Linked DNA regions of Macaca mulatta: region 2 is linked to region 1. A link is a contact called in public Hi-C data. All regions are on one chromosome and are shown on one strand. The core of a region is the stretch at or near the end of the contact, and the rest is flanking DNA. Distances in the headings are between cores, read along the strand shown. Region 1 holds the start of CEBPA (CCAAT enhancer binding protein alpha). Region 2 holds the start of CEBPG (CCAAT enhancer binding protein gamma).

Region 1 (7,210 bases), core at 3,294-5,793:
CTCCCCTTCGTTGCACTTGGCACCCTTAAACCACAGCTTGGGGCCTCAAGGGTGTGAGCTCCCTGAGAGCCAGAGCAGAGTCTGCTTGTTCCCAGCCCAGCGCCCCATCTTTGGTGCAGGCCCTGGCATACAGTAGACATCCGATAAGTACTTGAGGTGTGTTCAGTGCTGGGCTCTTGGAGTGGTTCTTCCTGAAGGCCGCAGTCAGGAGGGGAACTGTGAGGAACCCTGCAGGAAGCGGTGGGTGGCAAAGGGCGACTCTGTTCCCAGGAGGCCCCTACGGCTGGGCACGGGGTACGTGCTGGGCAAGTTCACCCCATGCTGCCCAAAGGGCCCTCCTCCCCTCTACTTTGGCCCACCCTGGAGACCTCGCCCTCCTCATCCCTTTCCTGGGGCTGGATGGGATTGGATCCGTCTTGTCCCTAACAAAGCCCACCCTGGAACTCAGGACCAGGAGGACTCGGGGTAGGAGAGATCCCTTCCGGAGCCCACAGCTTTGAAAGAGGAAACCCCTAGCGGGCTGGCACAGCACAGAGGAGGGGAAGGAGTGAGGACAGGAGGGTCGCCCCACCCCCTCCCGTCCTAGGACCTGTTCTGGGGGGAAAGGGGGAAGCCAGGGATCAGCCCCCTCAAACAAGAAAAACTGGAATTAGCACTGAACTCAGAGGGTTTGCTGGGGCTCAGCAAGCTGTGGCCTGCCCCAGGCCTCTGGGCACGCGGTGGGGCTCTGCCTCCTCTGTTCCCAGGGTGGCAGGGCAGGCGCCGCCTCCTCACTGGGCTCGTGGCCTCTCCTCTGCCAAGGGCGGCCGTGGGTGAGGAGGCGGCCAGACACAGGACAGAGCAGGGGGCCGGAAGGGGTGCCAGCTAACCACGCAAGCAGGTAAAGCTGAACTTCCAGAGTGTAAAAGGAATGTGTAATTTCTCGAAAATGCCCCAGCCCGCATTGGCACACACAGTAAGCCACTCAGTGAACATTCTCTCGGTGCAGAGTTTAAAAAAAAAAAAAAAAAGCGCAATTTATCTTTTACCCTCCAAGAGGATAAAATTTGAAAAGCACCATTAGCCTCCTGGGCCTCTTCCTCCCGGGCCTTGTTAGTTCAGGGATAAGGGCTGCCCTCCCTTGTTTAGCTGTCACTGCTGCTAAGAGGGTGCTGGAGTGCCTGAGCTTACAGGGTGCTCATTGGAGTTGGGGGCACGCCAGCACTCAGGCCCCTGCTGGGTACAGGATGAATGCAGTGGGGAGTGTGGATGCTGGGGCGGTTCTTGAATAGCCAGTGTGTGGGGCAGGACCAGACCCCTGTTGCAGGCCTGCCTCAGCCCCCTTTCCTGTGAGAGCTGGGGCTGGGCAGGTGTGGAGGGCTGGATGGAGGGGTCTTTCTCTTCAGGCTGCCTTTGGGCCTCGAAGGGGTAGGGTATAGCCACATGGTCTAGGGAAAGAGCAGAGGGTTGGAGGGTCCTACCACTGGAGGCCTATTCCTGCTGGCTGAGGATCCTGGTGGAAGCTGGAGCTGCGGTGGGTGTGAGTGAGGCTGCCGGGGCTGGAGCTGTAGGTGATTTGGAAGGAAGTCTGGACAAAGGGCTCCTTGAGCCTAGGCCTGCTGAGCCGGGCCTGCCCCTCATGCAGAGGACTCCCTCTCCTCCTCCCAGGGGCAGATAAGACCTTGCCAAAGCCTCAGCCCCCTAACCTCTTCGAAGGCCCCCTCTCCTGACCCCAAGACTGCCTTCAGGCTCTGGACACTCTCCGTTTGGAGCCTTGTCCTCTGCTATTTATTTGTGTTGCCTGGGGGAAGTAAGTCACCCCCTTAGGGTAAAGAGGGGCTGGGGGTGGATGGAGAGCTCATGAAAGTCAGGATTGCCGCCAGGGAAAATGCTGTATTATTTACAAATGTGGCCTGGCCCACAGACAACCTTGGAAGTAGCTTCTTTCTGGTTTTAAAAAGACACGGACATTGACTTTCGATATGTTTATATTATAGATATAATACATAAAACATCTACGGTGAGACTCTACGTTCTCCCCAAAAGAAGAGAACCAAGCCGTCTTTCCCTGCTCCCAGCCCCAGTGATGTGTTGGCGAGAGGCCACCTCCCTTCCCGACCAGGAGCCAGGGCCTCTGGGGGACAAGCCTTGTGGGCAGCCCAGGCCGGAGGGGCCGGGGAAAGCTGAGGGCAAAGGAGAACTCCCCTCACCTCATTGGTCCCCCAGGATCAAAAGTAATCCCAAAACCAAAAGGAAAGAGAGTCTCAGACCCTTCCCCCAGCTGCCGATGGAGAGTCTCATTTTGGCAAGTATCCGAGCAAAACCAAAACAAAACAAAAACCAAATAAAATGGTGGTTTAGCAGAGACGCGCACATTCACATTGCACAAGGCACTGCTGGGGCACAGAGGCCAGATACAAGTGTTGATATCGGCTGATAAAGCAAAATATTTGGAAAGCTTGTCATAACTCCGGTCCCTCTGGGATGGACTGATCGTGCTTCGTGTTCCTAGGCAATGCTGAAGGCATACAGTACAAACAAGGCTGAGGGTCCCAGTGGCCCTTCACCCCCCAAGCCCGCCCACGGCCAGATCTCTAGGTCTCCATCTCCCACCAGGGGTATACATCCTCAGAGCTGACTCACGACCTAGCTTTCTGGTCTAACTCGTGGTGGGGGCTCCCACTGGTCACCTGGTGACTCCCATCTCAGTGAGTTCCGCCCCAAGGGAAAGCCCAGCCTATAGCAGGCTGGGGTGGGGTGTGTGCGGAGGGAGGTGGGAGAGGCGTGGAACTAGACCCTCCACCTTCATGTAGAACTAGGGGAACAACCTTAGGTTTCAAGCCCCAAGTCCCTATGTTTCCCCCCATTTCTAAGGACAGGCGCGGAGGAGCGGCTGGGGCCGGTTGGCTTGTCGGGATCTCAGCTCCCTGAGCCCTCCTCCTGCCACGGGCCTGCTCCCCTCCTCCTCTCATGGGGGCCTGCTGCAGCCTCGGGAAGGAGGCAGGAAACCTCCAAATAAAATGACAAGGCACGATTTGCTCCCCCTACTCGGTAGGCATCGGAGCGGTGAGTTTGCATTTCCAAGGCACAAGGTTATCCTTAATACTAAAGTTGCCGGGCTCCCAGCTCAGCCCCAAGAATTCTCCCCTCCTTGCAGGGAGAAGTCACCGCCTGGCCCCCTCATCTCAGACGCACCAAGTCCGGCGCAGAAGAAGGGAGGGGACACGCGGAGCAGGCCAGGCTTTCGGGAGGCACCGGAATCTCCTAGTCCTGGCTCGCATGGCTCGGGCAAGCCTCGAGATCCGGCGACCCCAAACCACCCCTGGGTCCCCGCCGGAGGCTGGCCCAGGGCGGTCCCTCAGCCGCGCGCCTCACGCGCAGTTGCCCATGGCCTTGACCAAGGAGCTCTCTGGCAGCTGGCGGAAGATGCCCCGCAGCGTGTCCAGTTCGCGGCTCAGCTGTTCCACCCGCTTGCGCAGGCGGTCATTGTCACTGGTCAGCTCCAGCACCTTCTGCTGCGTCTCCACGTTGCGCTGCTTGGCCTTGTCGCGGCTCTTGCGCACCGCGATGTTGTTGCGCTCGCGCCGCACCCGGTACTCGTTGCTGTTCTTGTCCACCGACTTCTTGGCCTTGCCCGTGCCGCCGCCGCCACTCGCGCGGAGGTCGGGGTGCGCGGCGCCCAGCCCCTTGAGCGCGCCGCCGGGGCCCGGCAGGCCGGCGGCGCCGAGCGCGGGCGCGGGGTGCGGGCTGGGCACGGGCGTGGGTGGCGGCGTAGGGTGACCGGGCTGCAGGTGCATGGTGGTCTGGCCGCAGTGCGCTATCTGGAACTGCAGGTGCGGGGCGGCCAGGTGCGCTGGCGGCGGGTGCGGGTGTGAGGGCGGCGGCGGCGGCGGCGGCTGGTAAGGGAAGAGGCCGGCCAGCGCCAGCTGCTTGGCTTCATCCTCCTCGCGGGGCTCCTGCTTGATCACCAGCGGCCGCAGCGCCGGCGCCCCGACGCGCTCGTACAGGGGCTCCAGCCTGCCGTCCAGGTAGCCGGCGGCCGCGCAGCCGTAGCCGGGCGGGGGCCCGTGCGCTCCCCCGGGCATGACGGCGCCCCCGGGGCCCGCGGGCGCGCCCGGGTAGTCAAAGTCGCCGCCGCCGCCGCCGCCGCCCGCGGGGCCCGCGGCCGCCTTGGCCTTCTCCTGCTGCCGGCTGTGCTGGAACAGGTCGGCCAGGAACTCGTCGTTGAAGGCGGCCGGGTCGATGTAGGCGCTGATGTCGATGGACGTCTCGTGCTCGCAGATGCCGCCCAGCGGCTCCGGGGCGGCAGGTGGGGCGGGAGGCTGCGCGGGGCCCGCGCCGCGGGGAAAGCCGAAGGCGGCGCTGCTGGGCGCGTGCGGGGGACTCTGCAGGTGGCTGCTCATCGGGGGCCGCGGCTCCGCCTCGTAGAAGTCGGCCGACTCCATGGGGGAGCTAGAGTTCTCCCGGCATGGCGAGCCTCGGCGGCCTCCAGCCTGCGCGGGGCGTCGCCGCCGCCCACCCGGAGACCCGACTCGCCCGCGCCCGCGCAGCTCCGGGTCGCGAATGGCCCGGCCCGCGCCGGCCCAGCTTTTATACCCCGCGGCCGCGTCGCCCCCTAGAGTCCGAGGCGGCCTCTGTCCCCGGGCGGCGGCGGCGCGGCGCCCGCTGGGTCCTAGCGCGCGGCCGGGATGGAGCGGCGAACAAGCGGGGCCCAGCGCTGCGCTCCTCAGGCAGGCCGCGGCGCAACGCCCACCGCCTCCTGCGCGACCAGCAGAGCCGCGGCGCTCGCTCCAAGCTCCGCCCCCGGCCCAGCTGTCGCCCCTGCGCCCTCGTGGTTGGTGGCGGGGGCCCCCTCCTCCCGCCTCCCCTAGGCACCCACATTCTGCCACGGCTGGGAGCCCAGGAGTATCCCGAGGCTGCATGGGGTAGGGGTGGGTGGCGGAGGGGAGTCTTGGTCTTGAGCTGCTGTGGCTCGGACTCTCTTTCAAAGCCAGAACCAGGCCTGTCCGGGACCCGCGTCCCGGGGAGGCTGCGGCGCAGAGCGGCGGGGCGGGCAGGGGCCGGTGGGGGGCCGTTTGGGACTCGCGGAGAGACCCGGAGCGCGGTGGCTCTGCGTCTCCTAGCTCTGATCTCCAGGCTACCCCTGTGATTCCGCGCAGAGGCACCTCTCGGAGGACGGTGGAATCCCACGGGCGGCGCCGCGCGGGGCGCTAGGACCCCGCGGGGAGCGGAGGCGGCCTCGGCCCGGGAGCCTGAAGGACCTGGCCGGTGGATCCGCCCGGGCTGGAAAACTTTCTTTATAATTACTTCTCCAGGCCGGAGCGCGCGACTTGCTAGGCGCGCGGGACAGGCGTTGTTACCCAGCGTGGAGTCGCCGATTTTTTTTCCTGAGGGACCGGCGGGCTCCGGGAATAGCCGAGCTGGACGCCGGGGCGACCATGGGGAGGGGCGCACCGAGGGAGGAGACAAACTTGACTCTGGGGCCGGGATCCCGAGGCGGGGGCCGCAGTCCGCGAGGCCCGAAGCCACCGCTTCCTCCCCCCACCCCCCATTCAGGTGGGCGCCAACGGCCGGAGCGAGGGTGTCCAGGCCGCCGGGGCCGCCAGGTCCGAGCACCCACAGGAAGAACTCTGCCCGGTAGTTCGCTGGGCGCTGTGATCCCCGGGATCCTGGGGACCGAGGCGGCTGGGCCCTGGGGCCCCTTGAGTGTGGCACGCTAACGCTTTCACCGCGGCGGGGGAAGGAGCTTGCTACAGAGACCCCCGGCCACGTGCGTCCCTCGCATTCTTTACCGCGGCCGGGGTGGGGGCTGCGGACTGTCAGCTGGGCCCAGATGGGGTCTTGGGGGCCCTCAAGTGTCTCCTGCCCCTGCCTGCGCCGCCTTTCGCCACTGGCTCTGAGGCCTGACGCAGTCTGGGTCCTGGCTAGAGGCGCGCTTGCCTCCAGGTGAGGGAAGACCCCCTTCACCTGTAGGAGGACCTGTGGCCTTCTTGAAGACCTGGCAAGGCGCCACGACCCGCCCAGGAGCCCCTGAGGGGGCGCAGCTAAAAACACCGCTGGAGAGCCCTGAGCTTCCACGACGATCGCAGTAAAGAAGCGGTTTCTTCTGGGCAATGCACACTGCGCTTTAATCAAGTTCCTATTCAACATAGTCCCAGTGATTAATAGCCCAACTGCTTCGTTTTCGGTCCAGAGCTCATAAACAAGATATTTTTAGCTTGACGCTTTTGGACGGGAGGGAGTAAAAACCAGATACGTTAAATAAATAACCCGATGTGAGCCGAAGAGCTGCTTGTTGAGCCAAATGCAGGACCCATTCATATACCATCCACCTGTGGAGGGAGACCTGGACGGAAATCAAAAAACACCCAGAGCGATTTGCATGTTTTTCTGCAGTGCTAAAACTAATGGCTTTTCCTAGCTAGGAACAAAGAAACGCCTCTATACATGCACGGTTCCCGGCCTGTGGAGTTGTGGGACGAAGGCGATGTCTGGCCTTTTTTGCACAGCTGCTGTTGCCTGCCCGGAGATCGGGAACTCTGCTGGGTAGGACTGGAAGAAACCTCAGTAATGGGAATAAGACTTCGTCCAATAGCGGGCTGATGAATGTGTGGGGGCGACAGTGGCAAGGAGTGGGGCTCCCGGCCTGGGGGTCTCCAACCCTAGGGGCCACAGGTCCTCCTACAATTGAACCAGAATTCACCCACCCGAGCCTGCCCTGTGCAGGGTGCCAAGAGCCCAGTGATGCGTGAGAAGGTGGCTTGTGCCTCTGGGAACTGGGACAGTGGGAGAGACTCGTAAGTTGTCACACAGAGGCTGCTGGGAGGAAGGAGGAGACAGAAGGAGTAGGGGATGGGACTTCATTCATTCATCAAATGCACAGGAGGCACAAATGGGAATCAAGGGTGGATGTGCTATGATGAAGAGACTTCCGGCCCTGAACAAGGTGGCGCTGTGGAGGAGGCAGAGATCAGATTTGTCTGGGGAGGTGTTATGGACTGAACTGTGTCCCTGCCCTAAATTCCTATGTTGAAGGCCTAACCCCCTCCATGTGACTGTATTTGGAGATAAGGCTTTTAGGAAGTCATTAAAGTGAGATGATGTCATATGGGTAGGGTCCTAATTTGATAGGATTGGTGGCCTTATCAGAAGAACAATGTCATGGGCGCGCACAGAAAGGAGGTGGCTGTCTGCAAGCGGGGAAGAGGCCCCTCGGCAGAACCTGACGGTG
Region 2 (7,210 bases), core at 3,299-5,798, 69 kb after region 1:
GACCTGGGTATTTCACGGAGCGGCCTAGCATCTTTCACCAAGGCCTTGTTTAATGCTTAGGCTAGTCAGGGATGGTTTTCACTTATTTCCAACCAAAGAGCCTTAACCAATGCAGAATGATTGATAATCATATTATCACCAACATACTGCAAGACATTAACTAAAACTCAAATCTCTGACGGACATTTTCCCGGCTCTCAAATATTACAGATACAGTCCATATCTCCTGTCAAAGGTGGTTAATTTGGCTCATTAGTTTTTCAGAAACTTTCCAAATATACATTAATTTATTTCAGTGTGCATAGTAAACTTCTATTGATCTGGCTTTCAAATACAAAAAATTCAAATTACTAAATTGTTCCTCCACTCTACCTTGTGGAAACAAATGAAATAAGGTGTGGTAACTAAGGAACTGCTCTTGAAAAAAATACCTTTTAGGATACAACATAGGGTCAACATCAGGACCTTCAATATTATGTGTGTTTAGTCCCTGAATCAACAAAGCAGTATAAGTACAGCTTGGCCTCATTTTGCAGTGTGTTTTAGTCTACTATGATTCTATGGATGCAATTTGTTTATAATTCATGTATGAGCATTGTGGTAATAACAGCTAACACTTTTTTTTTTTGAGACAGAGTCTCGCTTGGTTTCCCAGGCCGATCTAGGCTCACTGCAATCTCTGCCTCCTGGGCTCATGTGATCCTCCCACCTCAGCCTCCTGAACAGCTGGGACCATAGGCACATGCCACCCATCACACCCGGTATTTTGGGAGACCAAGGTGGGAGAATCATAAGCCCAGGAGTTCGAGACTGGCCGGGAAAACATAGTGAGATGCCACCTCTAAAAACATTTTCAAAACAAACCAGATGTGGTGATGCATGCCTGTATTCCTAACTACTTGGGAGGCTGAGGTGGGAGGACTGCATAAGCCCAGGAGTTCAAGGCTGCAGTGAGCTATGATCATGCCATTGCACTCCAGCTGCAGCCTCCCAAAGTGCTGGGATTACAGGAGTGAGCCACTCTACCTGGCCATGTAGCTAATACTTTTGAGGTCGTACTATGTACCAAGCAGGCACTGTTTTAGGGGCCTAACACACTATTTTCTTTAATCCTAAGGGCGACACTGTTGTCTTCTCCATTTACAAATGACAGGGAGGTTAAGCAATTTGGCCAAGGCTGCATATCTAGTAAGTGGTGAAGCTGTGGACACTAGAGTTCATATCTCTTAGGTAACTAATATAGTTAATCATAGTGGCTGTCAGGTAGCTATAGTATTCAATGAACAGGACATTCTACTTCCCAAGTCCTTTGGAGGGGTTTTTTTTTTTTAATTTTAATTTTTTTTAATTAAATAGAGATGAGGGAGGTCTCACTATGTTGCCCAAGCTGGTCTTGAACTCCTGGCCTCAAGTGATCCTCTCACCTGGACTTCCCACAGTGCTCTAAAGGCTACTCATTCTTTGGATTTGTAGAATATATACTGATTACCAGTAAGGCGGAGATATGCAGGAACTTTTTCTTTTACTGTGATGGCTTGGATCCCTGTGACTTGTAAAAAAGCTACATAGTAGACCTCCAAGGCTTTACCAGGCTCTCATTTCCTTATGGAGAGAGCAAATCTTTCTGAAGCTTCCATCTTTTAGGTAAAAATCTGAATGCTTCTTGGGTCCACATGGCCCTGCCTATCTTGTTGGTCTCCACTTTACTTTCAGCCACTTTAGCCTTAAATTTCTCATATCTATAATCTCATGCCTATAAATCCTAGCACTTTGAAAGGCCGAGGTGGGTGCATCACTTGCCCCAGGAGTTTGAAACCAGCCTGGGTAACACGGTGAAACCCCAACTCGACAAAAATTACAAAATTTAGCCAAGCATGGTGGCACATGCCTTGTAGTCCCAGTTGCTTAGGAGGCTGAGGTGGGAGGATCACCTGAGCCCAGGAGGTCGAAGCTGCAGTGAGCCATACTCATCCCACTGCACTCCAGCCTAGGTGACAGAAAGAAAAACTGTGTGATTACCAAATGCCTGTCTGCCTGGCTCTGAGTGTAAGTTCCATGTGGGCAGAGACTGTGTGTTTGTCTTGCTCATTGCTGAATCTCCAGCACTTAGCCTACGGCTTAGCGCATAGTTGGCACCAAATGCATACTTGTAAACTGAGTAGAAGAAAAAACTACCAGCTACCAGCTGAAAAGGAAATAAATACCTGAGTGTCCTGGGCACTGACTAGACTTGCTGGGTGTGTAAGAAGGCCTGCCCAGACACAGATACAAAGAATGCTGGAACAGCTTGGCAGAGCGGTTTGCAAACCAGAGGATAACTGAATATACCTATACAAGTTCTTTTTTTCCCCTTACACATTTTTTTTCTTTTCCTTTTTTTTTTTTTTTTTTTTTTTGAGATGGAGCCTTGCTCTGTCACCCAGGCTGGAGTGCAGTGGCACGATCTCAGCTCACTGCCAACCTCTGCCTCCCAAGTTCAAGCAATTCTTCTGCTTCAGCCTCCCGAGTAGCTGGGATTACAGGCACCCGCCACCACGTCCAGCTAATTTTTGTATTTTTAGTAGAGACAGGGTTTCACCATGTTGTCCAGGGTGGTCTCAAACTCCTGACCTCAGGTGATCCACCCGCCTCGGCCTCCCAAAGTGCTGGCATTACAGGCGTGAGCTACTGCGCCCAGCCCCCTTGTACATTTAAGTGATTAGGAAATATTCAGGGTAAAATTATGATTTTGTGAGCAATAAATCACAATCCTATTTTAATACCACTAAAATCTTGATCAAAGCAAGTTCAGGCAGGACTTGGTTACTCATGCCCATAATCCCAGCAATCTGGGAGGCCGAGACAGAAAGATCACTTGAGCCCAGGAGTTTGAGACCAGAGTGGACAATATGGTGAGACCTCATCTCTACAAAACATTTTTTAAAAATTAGCTGGGTGTGATGGTGCATGCCTATAATCCCATCTACTTGGGAGGCTGAGGTGGGAGCATGGCTTGAGACCAGGAGGTCGAGGCTGCAGTGAGCTGTGATCAAGCTGTGACGGTGCCATTGCACTCTAGCTGGGGCAACATAGCAAGACCCTGTCTCAAAAGAAAAAAAAAAAGAAGTTTCTTTTTCAGCTCAGAATACGAGAGCCAACGTGAAGAAACACACTTGTTTTGACGACGCTTACTCTCCCAAGTGTGGATCTGTGAGCATTATTCCTTGTTTTTTTTTTTGGAGACAGGGTCTCATCCTGTGGCTCAGGCTGGAGTGCAGTGGCTCAGTCTCAGCTCACTGTAACCTCCGCCTCTCAGGCACAAGCCATTCTCCCATCTCAGTCTCCAGAGTAGCTGGGACCACAGGCACAGCGCCACCACACCCGGCTAATCTTTGGTATTTTTGGTAGAGACAGGGTTTTTCCATGTTGCTCAAGCTGGTCTCTAATTCCTGACCTGAAGTGATCCAACTGCTTCCGCCTCTCAAAGTGCTGGGATTACAGGCCTGAGCCACCGCACCTAGCCCATTGTTCACGTTTGTGACCCCTTTTAATTTTTATTTATTGCTTTATCATCTTACTGATTCCTCGAAACAATCTTACGGGGCGAGCCGGTTCCATGGGCGCTGAAGAAACATTTCCTCTTTCAAAGCCTCAATTTTTTGAACGATACGCATTGCTAAAGAGGAAGCAATCAAACCTATCAGGCGAGCTCTGCCCTCCGCCCAGCGAGCTGCTGCTTCCTGGTGTTAAAACGCTTTCGGGTCCTCCTGGCGAGTTTTAAGTCACACTGGATCGCTGCTCATTTTCAGAGAGCACCTCGCACCCATTCACCTGGAAGGCACCCAAGGGGAATCGATTTAGGAAATTCACTTCATGTCACCCTAACAACAAAGCACAGCCTGCAGCTTTCACCCATGTGACATCAATGCTAATCCTATGTGCGAAACATTTGGGTTCATTCGATTTTTTAAAAATTAGTAACAGAGATGGGGTCTCGCCATGTTGTCCAGGCTGGTCTCCACCGCCTGGGCTCAAGCCGTTCTCCCGCCTCGGCCTCCCTCGGCGCTGAGATTACAGGCGGGAGCCACCGCGTCAGCCTCCTCTCGTTTTTCGGCGACAGGGCCAGCCCGCCTGCGGGAAGTTCCGTTCGGAGAAACTCTGTGAGGGACGCCGCGGGGGCTCCCAGGGGACGCGGCGAAATCAAAACAGTCACCGGTGGTTCACAAAACTACCTCAGGAAATGCTTCCAAAGGCAGGTCTGGCCTTCACAAGGCGACGGCTCTTCAGCCTCCGACACGAACCTGAGTAGTCCACAGCACTGGGCCGCAGCCAGCCCGGGCAAGCCGCCGAGCGACCGCGGACGCCGTAGCGAGCAGCCGCCTGCTCCCGCCACACCCGCCGAGCCAGCCGCGCGGAATCCACGCCCCCGCCGTGTGCCCGCCTCCCTCCTCTATCCGGCCCACGATTGGTCGGGTGGGGTGCCCGTCGCGAGAGAAGGCGGTGCCTCCCGCAGGCCGGCGCTCCCATTGGTCAGGATGGCGGCGACGGCGCGCGCGACCCGGCGACGAGGGGAAGCCGGTGGCCGCGGCTGCGGAACGGGCGGAGGCTGCCGGTTTCGTAACCGTCGCTCCTCCTCGCTGACTCGCGGGCTGTGAGGCCTGGGTCGGCTCGGGCCGCACCGCGCGGGGCCGCTCGGAGTGGAGGCCGCCTGGGGGCAGGCGGGCTGGAGGAGCAGGTAAAGAGGCCGCGGCGGGCGCCCTGAGATCGGGGAGGAGGAGGCCGCGGCGGTGCCGGCCGCTCGCCTGGGCGCGGGCCCGGCTCGGGGAAACCCAGCCCCGGCCCCAGAAGGCTGGCTGGCTCGGGAAGGCCCCGCGAGGCTGGAGGCGCGGGCGGCGGCGCCGCGCGGCGTCTGATGCAACCTGCCGGCAACACCCGGCGGCGGGGACGCTGAGCTCATTCCTGGCCGCGGCCCAGCGCCGCGGCGCCGCCCGTCGACCCCCGCGCTGCCCGGGGCGCCCCTCGCGGCTGGCCGAGAGCGCGCGAACGGCCGGGGAATGCCCCCTGCGGAGCCCGGCCCCCTCTCGGTGAGACGGGCGGTGTGACCGGCCAGGCTTGCATTGGCCCCTGGGGATGAAGGGTGTTCCCAGAATAGCAGAAGGTGGACCGAATCGAGCTTTAGAATCCTGCTCTTCTAGAAGGGCTCAGCTTGCGGTGATCGAAAATCTGTTCAGAAGTTCAAAGACTGATCAATAAAATAGGGAAAGCAACTAGTTTTTAAATGCATGACTTCGCAGAGATAATATTTTGCTTTGTGGAGCTGTTTGAATGTCCTGCACTTTACTGTTGAACGTAGTTTAGAAGAACACGCAACACCCACGGGTCAAATAGAGAAGAAATGAAGCACTTCGCGGGCATGGTTGGAGGGAGCGGAGCAGGGCAAACAGCCAGCAGAGGTGTCCAGATGCGGAGGATGGAAATACATGTGTGTGGGGGAGGAGAGTCTGTTTTCCAGGGTAGCTGGTGTGTTGCTTCTCTTCCCTAGGTTTACTGTTTGGTTTTCCCCTTGTTTGAGGTTTATACTGTAATCTGGCATCCTGAAATGTATAAGATTTAGAAAGGTCTCAGTGTTGATGGGTGACACCAAAATTGGTAGTTGTGTCAAAATTGACTGCCTGTATGAATAGGTTGTCACTTAAGGCAGACTTCTCCCATAGATGTGTGACTCGCCGAGAAAATTTTAAAAGAAAATCCTGTAAGGGCTTGCTTTACGAAGACATTCTACATCTAGAAGCTCTTGATGTTTAAGATGTGATCATCTGTTAGCCCTTGAGTAGTATTTGGGATAAGCCGTTCATAAGGTCAGTTCTGCTTCTGGAAAAAGTTGCTGTAAACAAGGCTTAAATAATTACAGGGTACCCAGGAGCTGAAGCATATTTCAGCTTCTTGATTCCTGCTTCTGGTGGGCACACTTGGCTGGTTTAGTTATTTTTAATACCTGCTTTAAAAAAAGTAGGGGGAAACAAAACATTGAGAATATCCTTTAAATTCTCAAGAGCACATCATGTCTGTCCGCAAGGCTGGCTGATCTTGGAGAGATGGTTTCATCTCTGGGAAATTAAACACTATGTGCTGAGCCCCTGGTAAAGACAAATAGGACCTCATGGGGCTGAATTTGGTCTTATAGTCTAAGATTGCCTCACTTGGTCACAGTAATGGTAAGTACAGGTAGCTACGATTCCAGGTGTATTGTGCATTCTTGGGAGGGCTGGTTCCATGGGTGGTTGTATTGATAGGTACACTGGCCTCCTGCGTTTGTGGCTTTCTAGCTCTATCAGTAAAAAAAGAAAAAAATGAGCATGAGCTCCTAATGGTTGTTTATTTACAGTCTATTTGTTTTGTGTGTTGTAAATCACTTCAAAAGGATTGGGTTAGAAAGATGATGTTGATGTTCTTCTCATGCCCCAGTGACCCACTTCTGTACTCCCAGAAAGGGGACGTCCCCTCCCTCATGGACCCTGCAGTAGATGCATGTGAAGATCCGCAGGGAGACACGACGTGGCTGGAGTTGACAGACCTAGGGAACAGATCTTCCCAGATGCCCAAAGAAAAGAGAAAGCACAGACCATTTAGGATACAGATAGTGGTTTAGTACTGTCAAGATGTGGTGTGAGGGAGGAGAGAGGGTCAGGACCTTGGATTTGATCCTGTAGACTGGAGCCAGAGATGAATTTTCAGCAGGAGAGTGACTCACTCAGGTTTGAGTGTTCATTGCTCTGGAGACAGAGGTTGGAGGAAGCAGGCTAGACCAGAGACCAGTGTCCCTGAGAGATGATAGTGACCTGAGGTGAGTTCGATGGGATTGGGATGGAGAGGAAGGGTAGATGGGAAGTTTTTTTGTTTTAGGTGGAATTGTCAAATCCCAAAGACTAAATAGAGTTAGGACCAAGGAGAAACATCTATGACTGTTTTGAAATGTTGACCTTCATTGAGGAAACTGAGTGAAAAATTTATTTTGGTGGGCAAGGGGAGGAATATTGGATTCTAGGTGTGTGGAGAAAAGGGACAAAAGCATTGGGAAAATTCTTAGTAGGTTTATTTCCCCAGGTGAAACTTCAGAAAAATTTGATTTTGTTTTACTCATTCTAACATTGTGTGCGCTTTCAGTGTGACTGACATGAACGAACATTACTTGAATTAAGTTTGAATTGAAACAAAGCCTATTATCCAGTTA

The links. Hi-C and Micro-C count contacts between places; a contact is called where the count stands out from the background.
Region 2: a Hi-C map of fetal cortex germinal zone shows a contact between it and region 1, with 1.8 times the contacts expected there. The contact joins the promoter of CEBPG here to the promoter of CEBPA in region 1. A contact is called at or near these places in 3 of 14 Hi-C or Micro-C datasets (cortical neurons, fetal cortex germinal zone and liver).

The regions. Positions count from the first base shown.
Region 1 is chr19:44,600,042-44,607,251 of T2T-MMU8v2.0, forward strand. It overlaps CEBPA (CCAAT enhancer binding protein alpha), which reads right to left and starts at 4,544. Exons shown (of 1, transcript XM_015123509.3): 1 at 1,950-4,544. The coding sequence starts at 4,424. The coding sequence ends at 3,351. It also overlaps the pseudogene LOC106994705.
Region 2 is chr19:44,669,364-44,676,573 of T2T-MMU8v2.0, forward strand. CEBPG (CCAAT enhancer binding protein gamma) reads left to right here and starts at 4,549. Exons shown (of 2, transcript NM_001260600.1): 1 at 4,549-4,714.